Linked DNA regions of Zea mays: all the other regions are linked to region 1. Evidence: chromatin contacts called from public Hi-C data. All regions are on one chromosome and are shown on one strand. The core of a region is the stretch at or near the end of the contact, and the rest is flanking DNA. Distances in the headings are between cores, read along the strand shown.

What was found. A called contact is a pair of places that touch in the nucleus more often than the background predicts.
Region 2: a contact with region 1 is called in a Hi-C map of tassel, with 4 times the contacts expected there. The contact joins the promoter of LOC100276119 here to the enhancer-like site in region 1. A contact is called at or near these places in 5 of 25 Hi-C or Micro-C datasets (ear, leaf and tassel).
Region 3: a contact with region 1 is called in a Hi-C map of ear, with 2.8 times the contacts expected there. The contact joins the promoter of LOC100191419 here to the enhancer-like site in region 1. A contact is called at or near these places in 6 of 25 Hi-C or Micro-C datasets (ear, leaf and tassel).

The regions. Positions count from the first base shown.
Region 1 is chr5:125,036,629-125,040,792 of Zm-B73-REFERENCE-NAM-5.0, forward strand. No RefSeq gene overlaps it. Among protein-coding and RNA genes, the nearest start is that of LOC103628424, 110 kb to the right of the region's middle. Within about 2 kb of position 2,158, at least 13 of the 20 cell types and tissues checked have an H3K27ac peak or open chromatin away from gene starts, as enhancers often do. A contact at or near this core is called in ear, leaf and tassel, where this site is marked.
Region 2 is chr5:125,287,880-125,292,043 of Zm-B73-REFERENCE-NAM-5.0, forward strand. LOC100276119 reads left to right here and starts at 1,906. Exons shown (of 6, transcript NM_001371532.1): 1 at 1,906-2,325; 2 at 4,150-4,164.
Region 3 is chr5:125,167,795-125,171,958 of Zm-B73-REFERENCE-NAM-5.0, forward strand. It overlaps LOC100191419, which reads left to right and starts at 1,868. Exons shown (of 1, transcript NM_001136853.1): 1 at 1,868-4,158. The coding sequence starts at 2,633. The coding sequence ends at 3,148.

The DNA.
Region 1 (4,164 bases), core at 908-3,407:
TATGTGGATGATGTCATTTATTTTCAATATATTTATCTTTAATGTTTCATGTTCTATTTTACTTTGCATTATCTTTTCAAGTTTAATTACGAAGGTGAAACCTTCGTAATATTATGTTTGTGACCTTCGTCCGAAGTCCATTAAATCCTTGTGGAGATAATGCTTCAGCGGACGAAGGGCATTGATATTTAACATTTTATGTTGCCTTGTTCTTAATTCATAGCATTTGAGAACAAGTCCCCAACACCTTCCATAAGTTTTCTTAGTTTCTTCCTCCTGCTTTGGGACAACCTTGGAATAGAAGCAACAAAACTCGGTAGTTTCATCACCTACAACAACATGGGTTCGAAAACCCTGAGTACGGAGTGTACTTTTGCAAGTCTTACCCGACTAAAAGAAAAGACTCTCAAGGATATGCTGGCCTTTAGGAGTCAAGGTAAGGTTTAGCAAGAACCAATGACTTAGTTTGCTCAAAGCTTACTAAAGTTGGTCCTTATGGATTCATTTTACTTGTCAGGTTAAGTAGTTACCTGAATCTAGATTTCTTTGTTAATCTAGATCAAACACTTTGCCTACACTAGCCATCTTTTATTACGCTCCGAGTTTTCTTGTCACTACAGTGTACGGCAGTGACCAAGTCTTCATATCCGAGAAGTAACGGCGATCTGAATCGATTAATAACTAGCTAGGGATCTCCAACCACACGAAATATGTAGCACTTAACCCTTGCATATGTCAACTCGCACCCGGGTTTCTCAAGACCAGAATGGGTTCACGCCAACCGAGAGCACAGATACTACACCGTCCAGCCTCTTGCCATGGAGGGTACACACTACTCTCACCATCTTTCCACTTCCATTGTGTGGTAGCCTTTATGGTATTAGTCCGACCGAGGCAAAGCTTACCCATGACGAGGCATGTGGCCAGTTAAAAGGTCCTCGATCAACAAGCCTACATTGACTTGGTCCTTAAACAACTCAGATGGAGACACTACACTGAGACTTCCTTCTCGTGCAAGTCACCGACCCGATCTCATCATTACCATTCATAACCCAAAGTTTGGTACCTGACACATGTACTCTTTTCAGATGTGAATCCATCACGATCGTGATGGATTCACGATCATAAGTCTTTCCTTTGTAAAAATTCTGATCTAGTGTGAAGCATCAACTTTTTAAAACAAAACATTTTGTTTTCTAAAGCAAGGCTAAGCATCATTAAACTTGTTTGAATAAACCAGGTAACAAGGAATGGTATTCAATTTCTCAAGGAATGAAATGCATCAATAGTTTATCACACAATTCGTATCACCTAATGCAGCATTCAAAGTTGGTAAAACTTTAAAATACAAGGAAAGGTAAATGCACTGGGGCTTGCCTTGTGTTGTAGGAATTTTCTGCTTCCTCACCACAGATGTCGAAGTAAAAGTTGTTCTCCACATGAAGATTCTCAGTTGGAGTAACAACCTCTTCTTCTATTATAGATTCTTCTGCGTGTTCTTCATGCAATAATACATGTATATGAATGCTTATGCTATGTCATGGATATGTAAATGTATAACAAGAAGATAGTAAGTTGTGTCTTTAATTCAACTTTCCTTCACGATGTTTATCAGCCATTAAGACTTCCTAGTTAGACACCCTTTTACGATTAACTTACTAACCTTCTAAGGTTAACAAATGAAGGTAATGTTTCAAAGTTCAATTTTTATTTACAAAACTACCTCTAATTCACTTAGTATTAAAATGGTTAATCCATTGGACTATTTACTGATTTTCTAGACAAACAGTGTCCAAACAAATTCAAACTTCACTCAAAGTCTATAACCAACATTTTAAGTCTACCCAAAATATTTTATGATTTTTGGGATTACTAAACAATTTCTAAAATTCTGCAAGGCCTTACTTAACTACCTTTAAATGCTACATAATTCAGGGTTTAAGATAAAAATCTTAGATTTATTTTTATTAATTATTACTTGATTTTAGGAGTCTAATAAAATTGGTCCCATGATTTTATCAATTTTATACTATTTTGATGGATTTCACAAGCTAACAGGAAAAAAAGAAAAGAAGAAATGGTGAAAAGGGCTGGGCCGAATTCGGCCTGAGTCGGCCCACGGATGATAGAAGCGCGCACTGCGCGGAAGACCCGCGTCCGCATTGGCGATGTTGCACAAAAACCCCTGGTGTTTCGAATTGCTGGAAAAAAGGATTCTTAGCACTATAGCATCGAGTCCGATAAAACACTTAAATCCTGTCCTTTCCTATTTACAAAACCAAGTCCACGACGCCACAGTGCTCAACGCCGGTGAGTCTTCAACCTTGTGCCCGCCAACGGTCTTCACGGGTGCGACCGAGCGAATCTACACCTACCCCACACCTATCCGAGCACGCTAGCATCGTTGTAAACCATAGCTTGTCCTCGGGCTCTGTCTACCAATGTCAATGGCAAACGCCGAGGATCACCGGACCTGTTCCCGAGGCTCAGGTGTAGTAGCATTCAAATTTAAAGCACGACGAGCATCACTAACTCACCAGGAGTCGACGACATCAATGGAGAAGGCTGGAAGAAGGATGGGAATGGTTGCCCACGTCGAGGTGCACCCACGGCGAAACGTTCCAGCGGTGAGGGACCGTTCTGGTTGAAAGGTTGCGGTAGATATCAAGCCCAAAGGTCAATGAGCTTTCCTGGCCCCCAAGGAGATGGGGACAAGGCATAGAGGAGACAAAACCCACCTCAACTGTCCTGGCCACGCCAGAGCTCACCACAGTGGCGATGACGACCGTTCCCGGGGAAATTCGATGACCTCGAGCGATGGTGGACGAGAAGGGATAGATGGTGGGGCGCTAGCTCTGTAACTAAGAGGCGGAGATCAGTGCATGGTCAATTTGGATGACGGGGGTGAAGATGCGGTGAATTTTAAAGAACCAATGACCCACGGTGACAGCCCAAGCGATAAGCTTCACCGTGCCTCGCTGGCTTTCACCGACGACGTCGGGCTCGACTATTTTCCAGGGACCAGACACGTCCCGCCATGGCTAATGACGCGAGTAGATCAGTAGTTGCGTGGAAAAATGGAGTGAAGCGGTGCTGGCGACTTAGCACGGTCATTAGGGCCAGCAACCGCGTGGCGGCTTAGACGTTCGCGCGCCACGACGGCGGTCTCACCCAACTCACAAAGATCATGGCGAAGAGATGCACGCTGAGCACACATCCGGAATTCTGCGCAAATCATGACGCCGATCAACGCCGACAGCGAGATGAAGTGTATTCGGCACTGAATTGAATTCAGAATTGTTCATACTGAATGCCTCATTCAGGTCGCCTGACAGCCCGACTTTGGGGGCATTTTACTCCTATTTCTGAACAGCACTAGGTCCAACTTAGTATTAAAGAATTGTTCCTCAATGTAAGGGATACAACTTTGGTTTAAAGATAGTAGTCCTTAGCTCCATTAATCAGTCACAAATTAGCTCCCAAATTGGAGAAATGTCATTGGTTTCTCAGTTTCAGCACTGCCCTAGTCTGACAGCACAAGTTTGGAGATGTTTTACACTAGGTTCCATATAGTTTTAGGGCTAGGTTTCATACACAAATTTGTACTACTATAATAGCCCTACAACTTTGTTATGGTGACATATTGTCAAACCCTTATGGATTACAAGTTACAAGGCTTCAAACATTGCTCAATATCACCTTTTTGCTTAGGGCTCCAATTCTTGAGCACTTGTGAACCTGTGCCATTTTCTCCAATTTGCTTCACAACACTTGAAAATCCCCAAATGGGAAAAGTGTTAAACTCACAAAGCTCTAAAACTTTAATATATACACTTTTGGCAAAAAGTACTTAGAATTTGAAATCACCTTATAGGGCACTAATTAGGGTTTTGGGGCTTCAAAATTAGGGTTTTGAGTATCCTAAGGTACATTAAGTGCTTAACTTCTCTAAGTCATTATTTCTTTAGTAAGATCACTCCTTAGTGTTCACAACACCAGGTCACATGCTTCTAGGCCTTGGAGAGACTCACTCCTACCTAGGGTTAAGAATCCCCTTACTAGACTATATACTCAAGCAATCCTCACATCCCATGTTTTGTCTTGAAATTTTAGCCTAGTGGATACATTCTAGGTGTATCATACACAATGTAATGTTAGTGCACA
Region 2 (4,164 bases), core at 656-3,155, 250 kb after region 1:
TATGCTACCTATGTCATGTATGTTGATATTACTTAGGTTCACCAAAGAGGAAGGACAAAACATATCAAAGGCGAATCAGCAAGAAGAGCTATGCCCGAGTCAGTCTAGCGCTACAGAACCGTCCAGAAGAAACAGTCATATCTTTTGATTCCCAAAAGCTATGAAGGCCCATAAGTATTTTTTGGAAAGCTCTTGAAGTCTAGTTTCCAATGCTTCTAAGGCCGACTTAAACAAATCTCCCAGTAAGGCAGCCGACCTACTTTAGTGCTGACTGGTCAGAAGGTCAACGGTCTGTTTGATGACCAAGTTTTCGTATTAAACTGCATCATTCTACAAAGTTTTATTAAGCATGCTATACATGGTGAGAAAGCTTATCAAGTCAGCTTTCCAACGCATCCAGCCCCACGTCATTTGAAGATTCCTAGAAGAAGTTATTGTCAAAATACTGAAGGCTGCGCAGAAGTCAAACAACCACACGGAAATCAGCTCTGCAGATCTCTCGAAGAGGCTCCTTCACATTAGCACGTGAAAATACTTTTGTTTCGTGTTTATACCTCGCTAAAGCTGGTTGTTACTAGTATAAATACCCCCATATGTCTATGATGTAGGGCAGCTTTTGATAATCTAAAACAGAACCCCTTTGTTCAACTGTGTGCTAACAAATATTGAGAGTAATCTCTACCCCTTTGCTCTTGTGAATTCCTTCGCGGGATTGCAGAAGCGGCGGCTTCATCCACTCCTAAGTGGTGCTCTTACTCCCTTTGAGGTCTCCTCGATTGATTGTAGGTTGTGTTGGTTGGTTCTTTGAGAGTGTGGTTGGGCGAATCCTCGATTCAGGCTGTCGGTTAAAGACGGTGGTTGGCTTCGAGTTTTATTTGTCAGGTTGCACTAGTTATCGCTGTTTGCAGCAAGTTATCTTGGCTTCTTTGAAGCTAGTTATCTGAAGATTGATCCTACGTCGTAAAGATCGGGCATTGTGACGCATCAAATACAACACCAAATTAACATAATTCATCAACCCATCATCATCAATTTATCATAAATTCATAATTCACACACATGTTTACCAGTTTAACACATAGTCACAGTCGCATAGACCAATTTAACACATATACGTAGACGTAGTTTATCAACCAACCGAGCTAGAACGTTAACTGCTCATAAAAAATCAAACGAATTGATCTAAGCCGAGCCGACCATAATACGAGCGAGTCGATGAGACACATATATTCGGTGTAACCTTACCAAGGCCTTGTTTGGTTATAAGGGATGGAATCCTACCATGAATTTAATCTGGGTCTGTGGATTATGTGAATCCATACCTCACACCCAATCTCATGATGAGATTAAACCTATCATTTAATCCATATATCTCTTTAAGCTAGTTATTCTTTTGATCCATGGATTCTAATATAAACTTGTGCAACATATTTATAGATTTTTTCCATATTTAATGAGTTATGGATAGAATATATGTCTTACATAATTTAAATTTTTTTCCAAATCTTTGTTTATAATTTATGATGCGTTTAACCGAAGAAATAAATTTAAATAGTCTTAGATTACTTTAAAGCATAAATTATGATATAGATTTAATTTTAAACTATACTAATTCAGAACTGGATTGATGTAAAAGAACAAGGCCCAATACCCAATGGTGTAGGTGGTCAGTCGATCCAGCCTTATCCGGCCACGTACCCGTCGTTAGCTTTGTTGGCCCACCGACAACGACCTCGCGGACAGCGCACGTCCGCACCGCGACGCTCTCCGATTCTCACTGCTCCTCTGGTCCCACGGTGGCTCACGCCAGCCTCGAGCATTCGCCACTGAATCAGATCGGAGAGCGAAAGCGAAACCGGCGCCGTCTCTCCCCACCCTCGCGGTCGTCGCCCACCGTTTTTATTACATCTTCTTCTTGGTTTCAGCTGCGCACAGGGAATCCGTGAAGCTCCTGTGCCAGACACAGAGAGAGCAAACCGTGCAGCGGTGCAGGCCAGCGCGATCCAGCTCCCATCAGTGGGCGCGCCCGCCGTCTCTTGCGACCCTGTCTTCTTGGTTTCTTGGCGGGGTCGTCCTGCTCGTGTCGCGCTGCCCACAACCCGCGTTCTGTCGCGGCATCCGCCGTGGATCTTGGCCCGGGTTGTCCCTATATCACGCAGAAAAAAGGGCCATCCCCCCCCCCCCCCCCCCCCCCCCCCCCCCCTTCGCCCTCGGGTTCGTTACTGAGTGTGCCGGAGTGGTATTCGTGTTCCGCCGGGTGCCGAGGTGGCCTCGCGGTCTTCTGCCGTCTCATCGTCGCCTGCTCCCCGTCGCGTTCATCCCGAGGTGCGGCCTTGTGGACTCCTCATAATTTTGAAATCAATGTGTTGATGTTATGTGTTTGCTGGGGAGAGCATGTCTGAGCACCTGCATTGCATTGCATCTTTCTTCCGGAGTCCGGACGTTTGTTGGTGAGTTTAATCGGATTTGTTATGGAATCTGGATCTATCTCAATTAGATGCGCTCCTGTATGCAAAATTTGTTGTTTTCGCTGTCCGTGATGCCTAGGTTGTGGTTGTGGTAATTGCATGAGATGAAATGACGCTACATTATCCTGAATTTCCCTAGGGGTGTTTGGATCCATTTATTTTAGAGGAATTGGAATGTACTTAATAAAGTAACCTATTTAGTCTGAAATTTTGCATTCCACCACTTTCCAAAGTTCAGATATAAGTCTATCTCAAATTCATGGGGTGCAGGATGAGAAATGATTTTATGTATCATGTCTATCTCAAATTCATGGGGTGCAAGATGGGAAATGATTTTATGTATCATGGGTGGAGGATTGGAAATGATTTTCTGTATCAGTAGAATTTGTTTCTACTCTATAAATTATAGGACGCTCTTCGGTCACTCATCTATAGTAAAAATATAACACATAAATATCTCTGTCATCTTGCTAATAATAGTATACAAATATATTTTGTATAAAACCGAATTAGCTTAATTGATATGTGTCTAAATTACTATTACGTCCCGTTTGTTTCGTTAGATTTGAATTCCATTTTAATGATTATAATTTAGACAAAACTAATTAAGTTTATATATTTATATATGTAATATATTTGCATATTATCCTAAATCATATGAGAGAGATAGTTATATACTATATTTATGTTATAGCGGCGCAAGTAGAAGAGTGTATTATAAGTTGTACATCGGAAAAATAGCATGCAAATCTATAGAATCAATTTTCATCTCTCACCCCATGGATTTGAGATAGGCTGATATGATAACTTTGGAAAGTGGTGGAATGTCATATTCTAAAAAAATAGTCTATTCTATTAGTAATATTCCAATTCCTCAAAATGAAAGGAAACAAACGGGGCCTTATTAGAATGTAATTCAATCCCAAGGATCCAAACGGGACGTCAAGTGAATTCTGGTCTCCTGAAAGTGGCGCACTAGACTAGTTCACCTGTTCTATTATTCCTTCGAAACAACTGTCATGTGTACTTGAAACGGATCAACACAAGCAAAGCATGTCTCAAATAAAGCAATGTTTTCCTTTTTTTTATATCTATGACATTTGAGTCACCAAATGTATCAAAACCATGTCATCTTCCTTTTAAGAAATGTTCAGAATATTTGGTACTTTGTATTTCACAAAAACGTTGGTTGGTCATTCCAATTTCAGAACCGACCACTCTAGTTTGGCTTTGGCCCTTAGCAGTTCTCTACTCTTATTATGGTTTCTGGTTGTATCCAAATGTAGACAGCTTTTGTAGCTCACTGCTCTATATATCTGTTGAGTGCTTAATTCGTGTTTAGGGTTTAGGTAATGGAAATAAATCCGGCTTCATCTCTTGTCTCCAAGAGAATCAGACCACTTGCCATTGCCATTGCCTGTAACTTTTGACAGACTTGGACAATTTTCTGCTTAACGGCTTCATCCTGCTGTAATTACGCCTATTGACTTAACCAATGTGTTCATCTGAATATAACCTGCAAAAATGTTTTGGGTCGAAACTTGTCAAAATCAACTGTATGAGCCTTCACTGTGTGACTGTGATATACTGCAGTGCAGACCGTCCTTCCGCTAAGTGTTCCTGCAGCATTGAATTTCCTAAACTATGCTAAACCTTGATTCTTGTTACTTTTATTTTGCAGGCATATCTTGGTCTT
Region 3 (4,164 bases), core at 618-3,117, 130 kb after region 1:
AACATGCCCTAAAATTGCTAAAAGTTATTCGATATATATTTTTATTGTTCCATCTAAAAACCGCTAAAAACGGGTCTATAGGTGTTTCCAAGTTTGCACTGCAAAAAGTCGGTTTTTTGAAAAGGAAGTTGAGCCTTTTAGTTTGCTTTTTGGCTTTTAGGGAGCAAAAGCCAAGCCAAAAACCAAACTAAATACACTCTAAATCTCTACTATACTTAAAGCACCAGTTTCAACGGTCGTCCCGCGTCATCCTTTTACAAAAAAGTCCCTACATTTCTTTCAAATGAACTCAGCGTAAAATGTTAAAAAATGGTACAGGAGGTGGGCGAAGCTGTCTAACCAGTAGAACGTCATGCTCAGGTGTTTATAATATTGAATATAAATTGTACATATGTATATATAATTTTTGTAAAATAAAAAATAATCGTGTCGGGCCGGGCCAGCACTACATGCCAAGGCTACGGCCCAAGCACCACACGACGCTCGTGCCGGGTTGGCCTAGTCACTATTAAATAGGTCGTGTCTCGGGCCGGTTCGCTAGACACAACTCATTTGGCCATCTATACCTCCACATGATAATGATGGTCCTCGCCGCAGTTGCCACTACCTTGTTCGCCATTCTACTTCTTTTCTCTCCCCTCATGCCTCCACCTCCGCGCCACCCTATTCTCGATAGGGGGCGTAGGAGCATGCGCCTACTCCCCGTATTCGCCCGACATCAGCCCTGATACCGACTCGCGCAGTGGCAATTGCACGTCCACGAGGACGTTTCACATCATGCGTGCACCATCGTTTTCGCCGTCGTCAGACGTATCGTTCGTCTTCTCGGCCTTCGCCCTGTTCTTCCTCCCCAACCTGCTGCCCCCGCCCACGGTCACAGCCGCGAACCGACCGACGCTCGTCGACGCGGGTATGAGGCGAGTTGGTCATGCTCCTAGCCTTTCTCCGTGCGTGCCTTCGAGGAGGACATGGTGGCTCCTGCCACGTTTAGGTTATCATGGCGATGAGGAGTCCATATTTGAGATATTGGACAAACAAGGCCCGTAGCGCGGCAGCAGTCGACATATGCTACGGAGTTGGTGGTGGTGTTATGTCGCTTCGGCAGGTTCAGGGCTGGGAAGACACTCGCATTCTCCCGCCCTTCTCGGATTGACATCTGGTGCGGGTGCCTCTCGGTTTGGAGCTGCTCCGTGCAGGCTTCAAATGCCTAGGTCTTCGTTGTGTTCTTCTCCGGCAATGAACATGTATGTCCGCCTCTTCCCTTTCCCTACTGCTCTACGAAACATTGAAAGTGGGGGAGACGAGGGATGAGGGTCTCTGATTTGCTGCCTATGATACCCGTGCATTTATAAAAAATATTATGCGAAGAGCGGAGACAATTAATAAAAAAGCTAATTTTTTGGTAGATAATTTATGTGGATATTGTTGTGAGCTATCACAACGCACGGGTAATCGAGTAGTTGATGTATTATATAACAGTGTTACAGATAAGCAACCGGTTTCACACCATCTAATAGAAAGGAAAAGGACATCATGCTTCTTCTTCCCCATCAAGAAAGAAAGAAAAAAACTACGGATATTTTCCGGTAAACAAGCAACCAGCAGGGATCTCACTGAAAAACCACAGCCGCATTCATTCCATGCGTCCATCAGTCCTCCCTGCCGCGATCGGACGGCGCCCACCCCACCTCTCCAAGACCATTCCACGCCACCAACCGCAAATAATTCGAAACACTAGGGGCAGGCTAGTAACTTCCCGTAGGCTCTACCTTTTTTATCGGGCTCCCCCACCATCCGTGGCCCGACGACGTCCCCATTTCCAAGCTCCTCCTCGCGATTCCAATCCACGCACGCCTCCTCCGCTTCCGCCTCGCTCAGGGTTAGGGTTTCCTCTGCTCCCCATCTCATTCTTGTTTTTTCATGTTGGATTTGTTAGAGAAGGCTTGATCTATGCCTGTTGGGGCCCGATTCGGCGTCCCGGGATCGATTGGTGCGGTTTTATTGACGGGGTGGGGGCAAGAGGTTGCGGTGGTGTTGATTCGTTGGATACGGGGATTTCGGGGACTCGCATGTTCGTGGGTTGATTTGGCCTTCGCACTTCGGTTGGTGGTTTCTCTCGGTTCTTCTGTGTGGGGAAAAGAAAACGCGTTTCTTCTCTTTCTTATTTTTAAAGTTTTAAAAACTGTACAATGGTTGTTTATCACTTTGTCTTGTTTAAAATCATTAGATTTGTCGTTCCATTTTGCCTGATTTCTCAAAAAGTTTATAGCACTGTTAGTAGCTAGTGATTTAAATGCTCTATCATGGTGGAAATCGTGTGCATCTGGTTGAGAACGGTGGATTCGTTAAATTAACATCCCTGATTTGCCTGATTTCTCAAAAAGTGTATAGCAGATTTGATGCACGTTGTTCTCGATTTACATCCCTGAGAATCTTTTTTCCCTTGTTTTGTAGAGATTCGGATTTGATTATATTACCCTGATTCGTTTAAAAGGATGGGTTGAGCTGTATTTGCGCAACATATTTTGCGACAGTGACTTCTCTTCCTAAAAATTAGGGTCTTGTTCCGTCTACCACGATCCATTCTTGCTAAGACGGCATTGAATGTTTAATGTGCAGCTTATAGTCAGTGATGGAACACAAGGAGGCGGGCTGCCAGCAGCCGGAGGGCCCAATCCTATGCATCAATAACTGCGGCTTCTTCGGCAGTGCTGCGACGATGAACATGTGCTCCAAGTGCCACAAGGAGATGATAACGAAGCAGGAGCAGGCCCAGCTGGCTGCCTCCTCCATCGATAGCATTGTCAATGGCGGTGACGGCGGGAAAGGACCTGTAATTGCTGCATCTGTAAATGTGGCAGTTCCTCAAGTTGAGCAGAAGACTATTGTTGTGCAGCCCATGCTTGTAGCTGAAACCAGCGAGGCTGCTGCTGTAATCCCCAAGGCCAAGGAAGGCCCAGACCGGTGCGCGGCCTGCAGGAAGCGTGTTGGGCTGACGGGATTTAGCTGCCGATGCGGGAACATGTACTGTTCGGTGCACCGCTACTCCGACAAACATGACTGTCAGTTCGACTATCGGACTGCAGCAAGGGACGCGATTGCCAAGGCCAATCCTGTGGTGAGGGCGGAGAAGCTCGACAAGATCTGAGGCGGGCATTGGGGGAGCGAAATGGTTGCAATCTGCAAGAATTCAACATGCTGTCTTTGCTGCGTTATCATTGAAACTTGCCATTCTTGTCTGCTGCTGCGTCCCGTGAGGTTCAATACTGTGATGCACACAGCATCCAGGCAGCCGCAAGAATTTCATCAAAATGGTTTCCCGTGTTGGCTATGTCGTGTAAGCTTAATTCAGTTATTCATGGTGGTTTCGGTCGGTATTGTGGTATTCCCATTTAGGTAGCTCTGTAATGTATTGCTGTCTCAAGCGTGTTACATTCCAATTAGTAATAGTAATCAGCAATTGTCTGCCCCATATATTTTTTAAAAAGTATGTTCTTGTGATGTCCCAGCAACATATCACATTCAGTTAAACGCTTTGCATACGATTCATTATTTCATTCAGAGGGCCAGATGCTAGAGGCTGAGAGGTTGTCATAGTGTTTTCAGGCCACTGCTCTACTATACCCTTATGTTATGTTCAAGTAATTGTTCATATGTGAAGTTATTGACCAATCAACTGATCTTGCTCCTCGTAGGAGGAAGCAACCTCTGCTGCTCGTGTAGAGTCAAGGGTGCAATAAAGTGGAATTCTTGTTGATGAACACTTCATTTCATTTTTTTGTTGATGAACACTTGATTTCAAAAATCTTCTTTTATTTCAGAGCTGTGATTTTGTATCAGGACACAGCTTGGTGTTTGAGTATGCTGAATCTGGATTAGCTACAACCTACACAAGCACAATTTCCTGGTGAATGTTGACACTAGGTGACCTGAATTCTCAAGCAAGGCGTTTCATATTCTGCAATCTCTTTCCAGCGTGCGTACAACGGGAACATGCAGCTCGCCTTTCCGCATGTGATTGCAACACGCCTAACTTGTTTTTGTATGATTGTCACCTGCAAAGAATTGGAACAAGTCTAAGCAACTTGTTTTTTGTATGATCGCCACTTGCAAAGAAGATAATGATTTGTACGAAATAGTATTCTTCTGCTGGGCATGAAATGT